Linked DNA regions of Mus musculus: region 1 is linked to region 2. A link is a contact called in public HiChIP or PLAC-seq data. All regions are on one chromosome and are shown on one strand. The core of a region is the stretch at or near the end of the contact, and the rest is flanking DNA. Distances in the headings are between cores, read along the strand shown.

The links. HiChIP or PLAC-seq counts read pairs in DNA pulled down with a chosen protein or histone mark.
Region 1: a contact with region 2 is called in a BATF HiChIP or PLAC-seq map of CD8 T cells, with 7 read pairs. The contact joins two enhancer-like sites. A contact is called at or near these places in 3 of 484 Hi-C or Micro-C datasets (CD4 T cells, CD8 T cells and regulatory T cells), 6 of 115 datasets of contacts at active chromatin or transcription factors (CD4 single positive thymocytes, CD8 T cells, the SCID.adh cell line and 2 more) and 2 of 9 other capture datasets (adipose tissue and liver).

Annotation. Positions count from the first base shown.
Region 1 is chr6:72,985,354-72,990,727 of GRCm38.p6, reverse strand. No RefSeq gene overlaps it. Among named protein-coding and RNA genes, the nearest start is that of Gm31547, 19 kb to the left of the region's middle. Within about 2 kb of position 1,492, at least 104 of the 459 cell types and tissues checked have an H3K27ac peak or open chromatin away from gene starts, as enhancers often do. A contact at or near this core is called in CD8 T cells, adipose tissue, bone marrow-derived macrophages and 1 more, where this site is marked.
Region 2 is chr6:72,877,999-72,883,757 of GRCm38.p6, reverse strand. The region is part of intron 1 of Kcmf1 (potassium channel modulatory factor 1); the gene reads left to right. Among named protein-coding and RNA genes, the nearest start is that of Kcmf1, 19 kb to the left of the region's middle. Within about 2 kb of position 2,302, at least 154 of the 459 cell types and tissues checked have an H3K27ac peak or open chromatin away from gene starts, as enhancers often do. A contact at or near this core is called in CD8 T cells, adipose tissue, bone marrow-derived macrophages and 1 more, where this site is marked.

The DNA.
Region 1 (5,374 bases), core at 243-2,742, 110 kb before region 2:
AATTAAACTAAACTTCAGAAGAGTTTATTTCAGAGCAGCTTAGCGAAGGCCAGGAGGTCTGAGAGAAGGAGTGTGGTCACAGACTTGAATCAAGGCCATAAGGGTAAGAGAGAGAGAGAAAGAGAGAGAGACAGAGACACCGAGACAGAGAGAGACAGAGACACTGAACCAGAGGGGAGGTCTCCAGAGCTGCAGTAGTAAGGAGGCAGGGGTCCTGCAGAGCCCTGCAGAGGTTTGCACAGCCAAATGCATGCTTATTCAGCTCACTAGACTACAGCATGGAAAGGAAGTCAGAGAAAGCGAAAGTCGAAAGTGGAAGTGTGAGATGAATTAAGGGAGACTTGGGGGACCTGGTGAGGCTCTGGCAGAGGCAGAGGAGAAATGATGACTTTACAGAAGCTACACCTACACCCACCCAACCATTCCATGGTTGACTGAACTCTGGGAGAGAGAACTAAGTAGAAGCTTCCCGGAACTAGCATCTAGAAAGATCTGCAGATCACACCCTCCGGCCACCACACTGCAGCAGCCAGTGATTAAGATGTGAAAACACATAAGTCTCTAGTTGCACAAGCATCCCAGAGGTCCTTCAGTTTCCCCGTACTCCAAGCATGACTTCCCTCCAAAGCATTTACATTTCTCAGCTGGCAAAGTTCTGCCCCCAGCCTGGCTTGGAGAAGCTCCTTTGTGCAAAGGGCAACTGCTAATGCAGAGACTCAGCTCCTGTCAAAGTGCTGAGAACAAATGACTGCAGAGTGCAAGCCCTCAACAGTGCGTCTCTGCACCCATCTCCAACACCCAGGGCCCACGGAGGCAGATGGGGTGGGGAGATCGTAAGAGCTGGAGGATGGAGGGGAGCGTCCCGAAAAGCTGTCCCCTAGAAAGGGCATGGCCGTGGCAATCACAGACACACAACAGACATGGCCACCAGCACAAGACCTGCCCAAAAGACCGTGTAGCCCAGGCTAGCCTCACACTCATGATCTTCCCCCAAACTCACAAGAGCTAGGATCACCACCATGTGCCTCCTTGTCCAACCATGAAAACTTAAAAGCAAATTAAAACCACCTCTCAAACTGGTGAAAATGAAAGCTTGTCAGCAACCAATAGGAACATCAAACTCTTCTGTAAGGTACTTAGCGCCATTTAAAGTGTGTGTGCCTTTTGACCTCAAAATTGCACAATAGCATTATGGCCTAAGGAAATATTGACTCCTGTGTGCAGATGGTAATGGGGTGGGGAGGAGGAGGAAGAGATAGGAAAGAAAGAAGAGAGGAAAGGAGTGTAGACAGAAGAGAAAAGAGAGGGGGAGAAGAATAGAGAAGAAAAAGGAAGGGAGAGGAGACAGGGGAGGGAGAGAGCTGAAAGTTATGCTGGATGAATGCAACCAATGAGGAGAGCAGGAGCAGGTGGGTCCGGCATCCTGCATCCTAGAGGGTCTTAAAGCACGCCTCCGGGAATGAGGAAGTGACATCATTGGGCTCTTTGAAAAGCCTGAGGATTAGCTCTATTGCCTGTTTGTCAGCGCTGCAGCTGCTCGCCAGGCTGGAATCCTGTGAGGTATGCAGTGCGCTGAGCTGGCTGGATGCCTGTGGCCACCACCTGGCCTCTGAGATCCCACCAGCTTTTGGAACAAGGCCCTAGCATCTTGCAGCAGATACAGAGAGTTATGGCTGGGCCAGTGGGGGATAAAGAGACCTCTTCTCAACTTCTCTTTTTCCTTCTTCCTTGTCTGAAGTCCTTTCTAGAGTAGTGGATCCCTTGTGTCTGTTCCATGAATGATGTTCTGATGGGGCCTGGTCCCATGGACCATACATAGCCCTAGCCTGGTGGCTCAGCCCTAATGCCAGGCTGTGAGTCAAAAGCTGCTCTGGCCGCGGAGGGTCACTCATATGTTCTCCTTCTTGCTATGGCCTCTGTGGAATCTTCTTGTGTCCCATAATTCCCACCCAAGAGGAGACCTCTCTCCAAGTGTGCCAGGACATGACCCCAAGAAAAGCACCATCTCTACAAAGCAAACCGCTCACTGCCTCCCAGAAATGAGATGACAAGAAAACCACTCTGCTCTTTCAAGTTGGCCCATAGAGGATGCGTGTGCACACACAAACACACCTTTTTTTCATGATACCTTTTGTTGAGTTGCTTCCCCACCCCCTTTTTTCCTTTTGAGACAGGGTTTCTCTAAATAGCCCTGGCTAGCCTAGAATTCACTGTGTAGACCAGGCTGGCCCCAAACTCAGACCACACACACTCACACACACACACACACACACACACACACACACACTTCCTTCCTCTTACTACCAACTAGCATTATCTTTAAAGGGATACAGGGCACACCAAAAGCTGGTGTGTCACCCACCTTTTGAAGGCCATGCTTACAGATCCACAGTTTGAGAATCACATACTTAGATCATAGACAAATGATATAAACATAAAGCATGCTGTGGTGTTTGGTTTAATTGACACAATCTACAGTCACCTGGAGAGAGTCTCAATGAGCTTTGTCTAAATCTCTCTTCTTAATGTTGTGGCCCTTTAATACAGTTCCTCATGATGTGGGGACCAGCCCCCCAGCATAAAATTATTTTCATTACTCCTTCATAACTGTAATTTTGCTTCTATTATGAATTATACTTGAAATATTTGTGTCTTCTGATGCTCTTAAAAGACCCTTGAGAAAGGGTAGAGAACCACTGGTCTAGATCAAGTTGGTCTTTGGTTGTGTCTGTGAGGTTTTCTTTCTTTTTTTAAAATTAAAACAACTTTTCATGCAATATATTTTTATCATATTTACCCTCTCCCAATTCCTTCAAGTTCTTCCCTCACCTTCCTCCCCCCCCCCCAACCCCACCACCAAAAAAGAAACAAAAAACTCACAAAAAATGAAAATCAGAACAAGTAGGCAGAAGACCAGTGTTAAAGTGAGGTTGCTGGAGGGAAAGGAGGCAGAGGGGAGCAGCCAGGCGTCTCCAGAGGCAGAATTGTTCTTTAATCAGAACTGAACGGCCACAGACTCTCTGTGAAGTGAGACTCTATGCACAAGGCACAGGGTCCTGTTAAAGGACAGAAAGCGGGGAGATCTGGAGATGGACGTGTCCATCTGCAGGTCATTCTCCCACAGTCAGAAGCAATAGACACCAGCCTGGTGCCTGGAGCTCCTCATCAGAAGCTTCCACAGGCCTGGCCATTAAATTAACTTTCCTACCCACAGCTTCTCAGTCTACTGGAGCCTTTTATGTAATTCACCTCTCACCCAATAAAACCAAAAAAAAAAAAAAAAAAAAAAGTCTACAAAAACACCACTGAGTTCATTTTGCATTGGCCACCTGGGGGCTTCCCTAGAATACAGTTGATACATCCAGTGAGGCTCCATTGGTATATATATATTTATATATATATATAAATGATTTTCAACTTCTCCAGCAGGTATCAGTTGCAGATAGCGTCTGGATTAGAGGTGGGAGCCTGTGGCCACGACCCCAGGGAAAGAGTCTCTTAATTACATTACCTGGTACAGGCAGAACCAGCATAAAAGTTGGCAAAACTGTTCCTTGGCTTGGGGTCCCAGGCTGTAAAAGAGGAGAAATGAAGCTGACGGTTAGCACGCATGAACCTGTCGCTTTCTGCTCTCCACAGTGTATGTGATATGCCCAGCTGTGTCAAGATCCTGCCTCTGTGACTGCCCTGCTCGGATGGACTGGAACCAGAAACTGAGCCAAAATAAATTCCTTCCTCCCTAAATTCTTTTGTGTTCTTGGAGAGGATCCAGGTTCAATTCCCAGCACCTACACGGTGGCTCCCAACCATCTTTAACTCCAATTCCAGAAGAACCAATAGCTTCTTTTGACCTCCTCAGGCACTGGGCACACATGTGGTACACATCTCTACATTTAGGCAAAATACTCATACACATGAAATTTAAAAATCTAAAAAGGGGGTGAGAACAGGAGTCTAGAGAGAGAGTTCAGTTGGTAAGGTGCTTGCCAGGCAAGCATTCTACCTAAATCTCCAGAACCCACGCAAAGAGCTGGTATGGTGGCACATCCCATAATTCCAGCACTGAGGAGGCAGAGACAGAAGGATCTCTGTGGCTCCCAGGTTTGCCCGTTAGCCAGTCCATTGAGCTGCAGGCCAATGAAATATGGTGTCTCAAAGAAAGTGGATGGCACCTGAGAAATGACATGAAGTTGTCTTCTAGCCTTGACACAGAAGAGCATGCACATGCATATAAATATGCATGTTTTCTCTCTCTCTCTCTCTCTCTCTCTCTCTCTCTCTCTCACACACACACACACACACACACACACACACACACACACACACACGGTGCAAACACCAACACATGCACAAAGGTGCATATACACACAAGCTAAAGAGAAAAGAAGAGGGCAGATGGGTCAGGGAGGCTGGGAGAAACTCCGACAGGCATCCAGTTCCACTCTAAAACAGTCTCTAGAGTTCTCTGGGATGGACAGAACTTGTTCTAGCTGTCTAGAGAACTAAGCAACAGAGAGCCACCTGGCCCTTCCCAGAGCTATTGCAGCCCATCTAGAGTCCAATGCCAGCAGCCCCATGGGGTGTCAGAGAAACAGAAGCTATCATTAAGCAGGAGTTGACATGACACTTGGGCTTCTTTCAGCCCTAGTCTGCTTCCTTCTTTCAGGAGGAAGGGGTGTCCTGGATAAACAGACTGACTTTAAACCTTTCTGGAAAATCCAATGTGCCATAGCCACTGACTTCAAGGAGCCCGAGTCAGCATCCCACATCTGGAGAACCCCAGACTGAGGCTGTAATCCTCCCTCAACCAACTTTATATTAAATGACCCAGGATAGACGCACATGACAAATGACTGAGGCTTGTAAATTGCATATGTCTGGGGGAGATACCAAATTTGGCAGAGGCAGATCCAAACCCATTGGAAAAGGAAAATTCTCTCTCTCTCTCTCTCTCTCTCTCTCTCTCTCTCTCTCTCTCTCTCTCTCTCTCTCTCTCTCTCTCCCTCCCTCCCTCCCCGCCTCTGTCTCTCTATCTCCTCCTCTTCTTTCCTCATTCTCCTCTCTCTGTCTCTGTGTCTGTCTCTCTCCTTTCCTTTCTATTTCCCTCTCCTCTCCCCTCCCCTCCCCTCCTCTCCCCTCCCCTCCCCTCCCCTCCCCTCCCCTCTCCCCTCCCCTCCCCTCCCCTCTCCCCTCCCCTCTCCTCTCCTCTCCCCTCCCCTCCCCTCCCCTCCCCTCCCCTCCCCTCCCCTCCCCTCCCACATTCTCTCTGTATAATTGTGGAAGTCAGAAGGCAACTTTTGGAATTCAGTTCTCCCCTTTCACTATATAAGTCCTAAGGAACAAACTTGGGTCTCCAGGATTGGTAGCTAGTGCC
Region 2 (5,759 bases), core at 1,053-3,552:
TGTGTCTGTGCATGGTGGGCACAGCACATGTATGGAGTGCTTACCTGCACTTATTCAAAAGTAAATTAATAAAGCCAAAATAACTCAACAGAGTGTGTCATAGATTAGAAAGCTGAAGGTTTGTTTGTCCGAGGTCACTAATATAAGAAATGCTAAAAAAAAAAAAACTAAGCTATAATTTTGCATCAAATTCTATCAGAAGCCAGAGTCGATGTTCACTTTTATTTAAACATACTGAGCTTCTGTGTTTGGCCAGTGCATTTGGCTTTGTGAGCCGTGGTGTGTGAGTTATGGACTGCCCCACTCTGTTGGCTGTGTAATGAAAGCGGCCATTGATAGTATAGAAACAGATGATCGTGGCTGTGTATGAACAAGTAGATCTTAGGCCACTGAAATTTGAATTTCATATAACTTGCAAGCACGTTAAATACATTTATTTATTTTAGCCTGTCTTGTGGATTGAACCCAGATGTTGGAAATGCTAGGCAAGCCCTCTGTCACACCCTCAGCCATAAATAGTATTCTTTTCAAAGCTCCTCAGTCATATAAAAATATAGATTCCATTGTTAGCTAATGGGCTCTGTGAAAACAGTTGGTAGGCCACAAGCTGAAGTTTGATGAGCCTTGCTTTTTTATATGTATGAGTCATTAGGTCTCAGATCCATACAGTCAGCCAAGAGGTGACTATTGACATAACAAAACTGACACTGGCCACCAGGATCTCCCAGCATCCCTCTAGTCCTCCTAGCTGGCCTGCCCTGTCCCCTACCTTACTCTTCTCTATCCCACAGGTTGAGCTGAGCTGCCCTTCCCCCAGCCTCTCTTCTCTATAACCTGCCATCTTGGCTGCACTGGCCTCTTTTGTCCTCTTGGCCACTGCCCCAGGTTCCTCTCTCTTCCACTCCCCTCCTGCCTCTCTCTCACACACGCCCAGCCCAGGCGGAGGTCCTGTTTATTCTGGACTCTTCAGATGCCTCTGCGTCTGGCTTGCTCTCCTTCATATCTCCATTATACCTAAAATAAACGACTACCATTAGGGGCAGCCCTGTCCTTCTTTTCTCTTTTTTTTTTTCATTGATGAGTAGTTAGCACGATTATATTTACCTGTACCACATATATCCCTGGTGCCCATGAAACCCAGGAAGAGGTATATCACAGTCCTTGGAATTGGAATTAGGGTTGATTGTGAGCTACCATATAGGTACTAGGATCCGAGCCTGGGTCCTATTTTACCAGCTCTCCAGCTCCCAGCCACACCTTGCTGAGACAGTCTTGTTTGGTAGCACAGACTAGCCTCAAACTATCCACCATGCCTAGCTATGTTCTCATTGTGAAAATAGACCAGGCTGTGTGGAGCTCTGGTCCCCTGAGACTGGGTAGGTAATGCTGGGTAGCAGAATCATGAGCTCATGCTCAACGGAGAGGAGAAAAGAAATGAGAGTGAGTTTCATGGATGAGTTTCGGAAGGCACCCTATGGTAGCTGTCAGATTAACAGGTTAAAGAGCTGGGGAAGGCAAATAGATAAATTTGGTAATTGATTAGGCGTAGGATTATGGAAGGAGCTGAAAGTTGGGATTTCTAGCTTGATGTGTTAAGATTCACAAAAGCATGGTTTGAAGGTGGGAGCAGTAAACTGGAAAAAGGAACGCCTGGCTGGACAGCTCTGTAGTGGTAGAGTGCCTGCTGGGACAGCAGAGCTTGTGGACTAAGGAGACTGTATCATTAAGCTCTGGAGAATTCTCAACACTGAAGTGGGAGGACATGGGATAGAAGAGACTAGAAAGGCTAGCCTGATATACATAGTAAGTTCTAGGATGGCCAGAACTCTTACACAGAGTCCCTGTCTCAAAGGACTGGGGGTTGGGGGGTGGGGCATGACTAGAGAGCATGGTACTGAGTAAGGAAGGTAGGTGGTTTTTGTCAACATGAGTCATTTGGGAAGAGGGAGTCTCAGTTGAGAAAGTGTCCCACCCACGTGGCCTGTAGGCAAACCTGTGGGCTCATTTTCTTGATTGAGGGAGGGCCTGGCAGTTTTGGATGGTCCAAGATTGGTCTGTTACTGTTGCCCTTCTTTGGTTCATTGGCAAGGGGACTCTACAGAAGGCTATGCAGAACTGTACAGGCCCTGCTTGGAGATCTAGCTATGGGAATTAGTTTATTCTAATCCTTTTCTCTAATAAAATCAAAAGAAAGATAGTAATGGACGTTTCGGTTCTGAAGGAAAACAAGCGCTGCAGCCTCCATGTGTTTCCTGTTTGCCACTCCTCCTTCCCGCTGTGGTCCGGAAGAGCTGAGTCACCACACAGTGGTGACCGAAGAAGGCCTACAGTTCAGATCTTACGACTCAACTACCATGCTCTGGCAGGAGAGAGTAGAAGATAATTTACCAGTTCATAGATACACTGAGGTCAGGCTGCCACAGTGGGTAGAGCTTTCTTGCTTATGCTGAAGGTTTTCCTCACTTGTGAACAGTGGAGCTGTATATGAGACTTGAATGACTGCCTGTCTTTACATCCAGTTTGGCCACTGACTGACCTAGGGTACACCCTAGTAAGTCTTACTTAGGTCTCTGGGTATCATTTAGCATAAAAGATAAAATTCTTAGCAGCCTTGGAGCATGGTTGTGTGTGTTGGTTAGTGTAGATAAAATATTTAGAGTAGTACCTGGCACATAGTAGGTCCTAACTATTTTAGCTCATAAGTGTCATTTCATCCTGGATACAACAAATAGCCTTGTAAATAATTGTTTTAAATTGACAAGATGTGGGGCTGGTGAGATGGCTCAGTGGGTAAGAGCACCCGACTGCTCTTCCGAAGGTCCAGAGTTCAAATCCCAGCAACCACATGGTGGCTCACAGCCATCCGTAACAAGATCTGACTCCCTCTTCTGGTGTGTCTGAAGACAGCTACAGTGTACTTACATATAATAATAAATAAATCTTAAAAAAAAAATTGACAAGATGTTTCCATGTACAGCACATTTTAAAATGTGTATTCACTTACTAATTTATTATATATTATAATATATATAATATATACTATTTTATTTATTAGTAGTATCTTCCTGTGCCAGAGGACAACTTTTGGGGATGGCTTCTCTCCATTCGCTGGAAGCTTAAGTCAGCAGGCTCACCCATCTTGCTGGCCCTTTCAGACAGTCTGGCTGATTTAGAGCGGTCTGGCCTTGGACCATATGTGTGAGTGGTGAGCTTCTGTGTGTCCCATCACACCTGGATACAGTTCCTTTCATAAGATACTGCTTCTGCTTGTGAGGGGTTTGCATTCTAGTGGTCAAGGAGTATAACAGCAGGATACCTTCTGATATGTGAGTTCAGGATTGTTCTGTGTGAAGACTGGGAGTTGAAAAGTGTAAAGTGATTTGCCTGAATAGAATAGAAGCAGAATTTACAGGCCAGTGAGTGTGAGACCATGGCTGGAAAATGCAGGAAAATAAGTTGTACTAAGGAAGAACAGCGGTGAGGTGCTTCTAGTCTATACCATCCAGCTTGCCAAATCCATGGCCTTTCACATCGGGTTATACATAGATTTGTCAGACCATCTCTGTAGACTTTGTCTTGCCTTCATTTTGTATGTTGTGAAGACTTCCTTGTGGACATGATAGATGTGTTTGGATATTGATGTAGAGGAAATCTTCACTGGTTGAGTGGTTCACAGTGTTGACTCTGTAGATGGTCAACCTGGAGTCGAGGGAGCTACTTGAAGAAGCTGTCACTTCTCTCTGTTGTGGGTTTTGTTGTTTGTGTTTCTGTTTTTGAGAAAAGGTCTCACTGTAGAGCCCTGGCTGGCTCTGTATAGGCACTCAGACCCTGCCTCTTGATTTCCGAGGCTTCAGATGTGTGCTGCTCTACATCCTTTGTATAGTCTCTGCCTTGAGCACATCAGCATTTCCCCTGTTTTGGTGGTGAGTGCTCTGCGGTTCTAGGATAGAGTAGATGCTGATGGATATGTGGGTCAGACTTGCAAGCCCAGATCTCTTGCTAAGACAAACCTGTGAATGCTGTGCATGGTGTGGGTGTCATTCCTCAGTTACCTTCATTTTGGAGACAGAATTTTTCACTGACCCTGGAACTCACCAATTTGGCTAGTGCTGCTTCTTTGTGGTGGCCTGTGCTGCTGTTATTTGTTTGGGTATCAGGGCGTTCTCCATTGCTCCACTGCTTCCCAAATGCTGGGCTCGCAAGAGGGAGGTGCGGCTTCTTAGCAGTTGGTCTCTGGCTGGTTGTACACATTTGGGGTGTAATTTATGTATTCTTTCATCCTCCATGTTCCTTTTAAATGATACAGTCCACAGGTTTATTTTTAGAAAGGATATTTTATAGATGCTGAATATTTTACGAAACTTCTTCTATCGCACCAAGAGGACCATTATGTCTGGTTGCTTAAGTTGGCCCTAGTGGCACACTGTCTCTCATCTCGTAGTCACTGATGTGAATCTCTTGGAACCATTCTTTCATAGTGCTTAGAGATGTTGGGTTTCTTACCACTTTTCTATAATAAATTTTCTGGAAATTTTCTATAAATAGATCTTATTCTCATGTTCTAAAAAGAAATAACCAGAAACCCTACTAAAGAAAAATGAAATACTGTTTAATAATGTCTTCCTGGGCTAGAGAGATGCCTCAGCTGTTAAGAACACTTCTTGCCCTTATAGAGGAACTGAGGTCAATTCCCAGCATGCATGTCAGGCTGCTTGTGTCTGTAACTGCAGCTCCAGGGATCCAAAGAGAGCCCTCTTGCTTCTGCAGGCACCCAAACACAAAGACAGAGAAATAAAAATAAAAACAAATGCCTTTTATAATATTAATTCTCAGTCCTGGGGTGTAGTCAGTAATAGAAAGAATACTTTAGAAACATTCAAGAGGCCCTGAGTTTGATCCCCCAAACAGCCCAAGGTATAATGGCTCTGGAGCAATTAAGCATTTTATTAGCAGTCATGAACTACACAGTGTTGTTACCAGCATTGTCTCCTAGTGACCAACTCAAGGCCATCACATTCCAAACGTTGCATTGCTGATGATGTGTGTTTTAAAGCCTAAAGAAATATTTAGTATTTACATGTAAAATGCAGCTGGTTCAAAAGAAGTACAAAGTTAGTTTTTTTGTCGTGTGTCCTGTCCCCCCCACCCCACCCCCACCCCGGTCCATTTGGAAGCCAGGTGAAAGGTAGGAAGCTCACCAGCTGTCATCCATTACATTGCAGACAGTGACTACCTGGCAGCCACTTCCCAACTTCTAGGCAGAAGCATTGTAACAGCCATGCTTTGATGGCACCTCTTAGGAACCACTATTACCCACTCACTAAGCACTGCTCAAGTGAGGCTAGTAAGATAGGAAGCACAGTGACTTTCATAAATGAACACTTTATAAGAGCTAAAAAAATCATGTTTTGCTACTATTTTATGAATTAAAATTCAAAGAGGCTCCTTAATTTTTTAATTTTAGTTTTGTTACCTTTTAAAATGTATACATGTAGGTCAGAGGACATGTGGTAGTTGGGTCTCTCCTATGTGGATTCCCTGAATTAAACTCAGTCATTACTCACTGAGCCATTTCAACAGCTCTTGTGTGTGTGTGTGTGTGTGTGCGCGCGCGCGTGTGTGTCGTGGCACATGAGTAAAGGTCAGAAGAGAGTTTTCTGGGAGTCCATTCTCTGTTTGTATCATGTGGATCTAGAAATCAAATGCAGGTCTTCAGAACTGACAAGTCTCTTTACCTGCTGAGCCACCTTGCCAGTTCT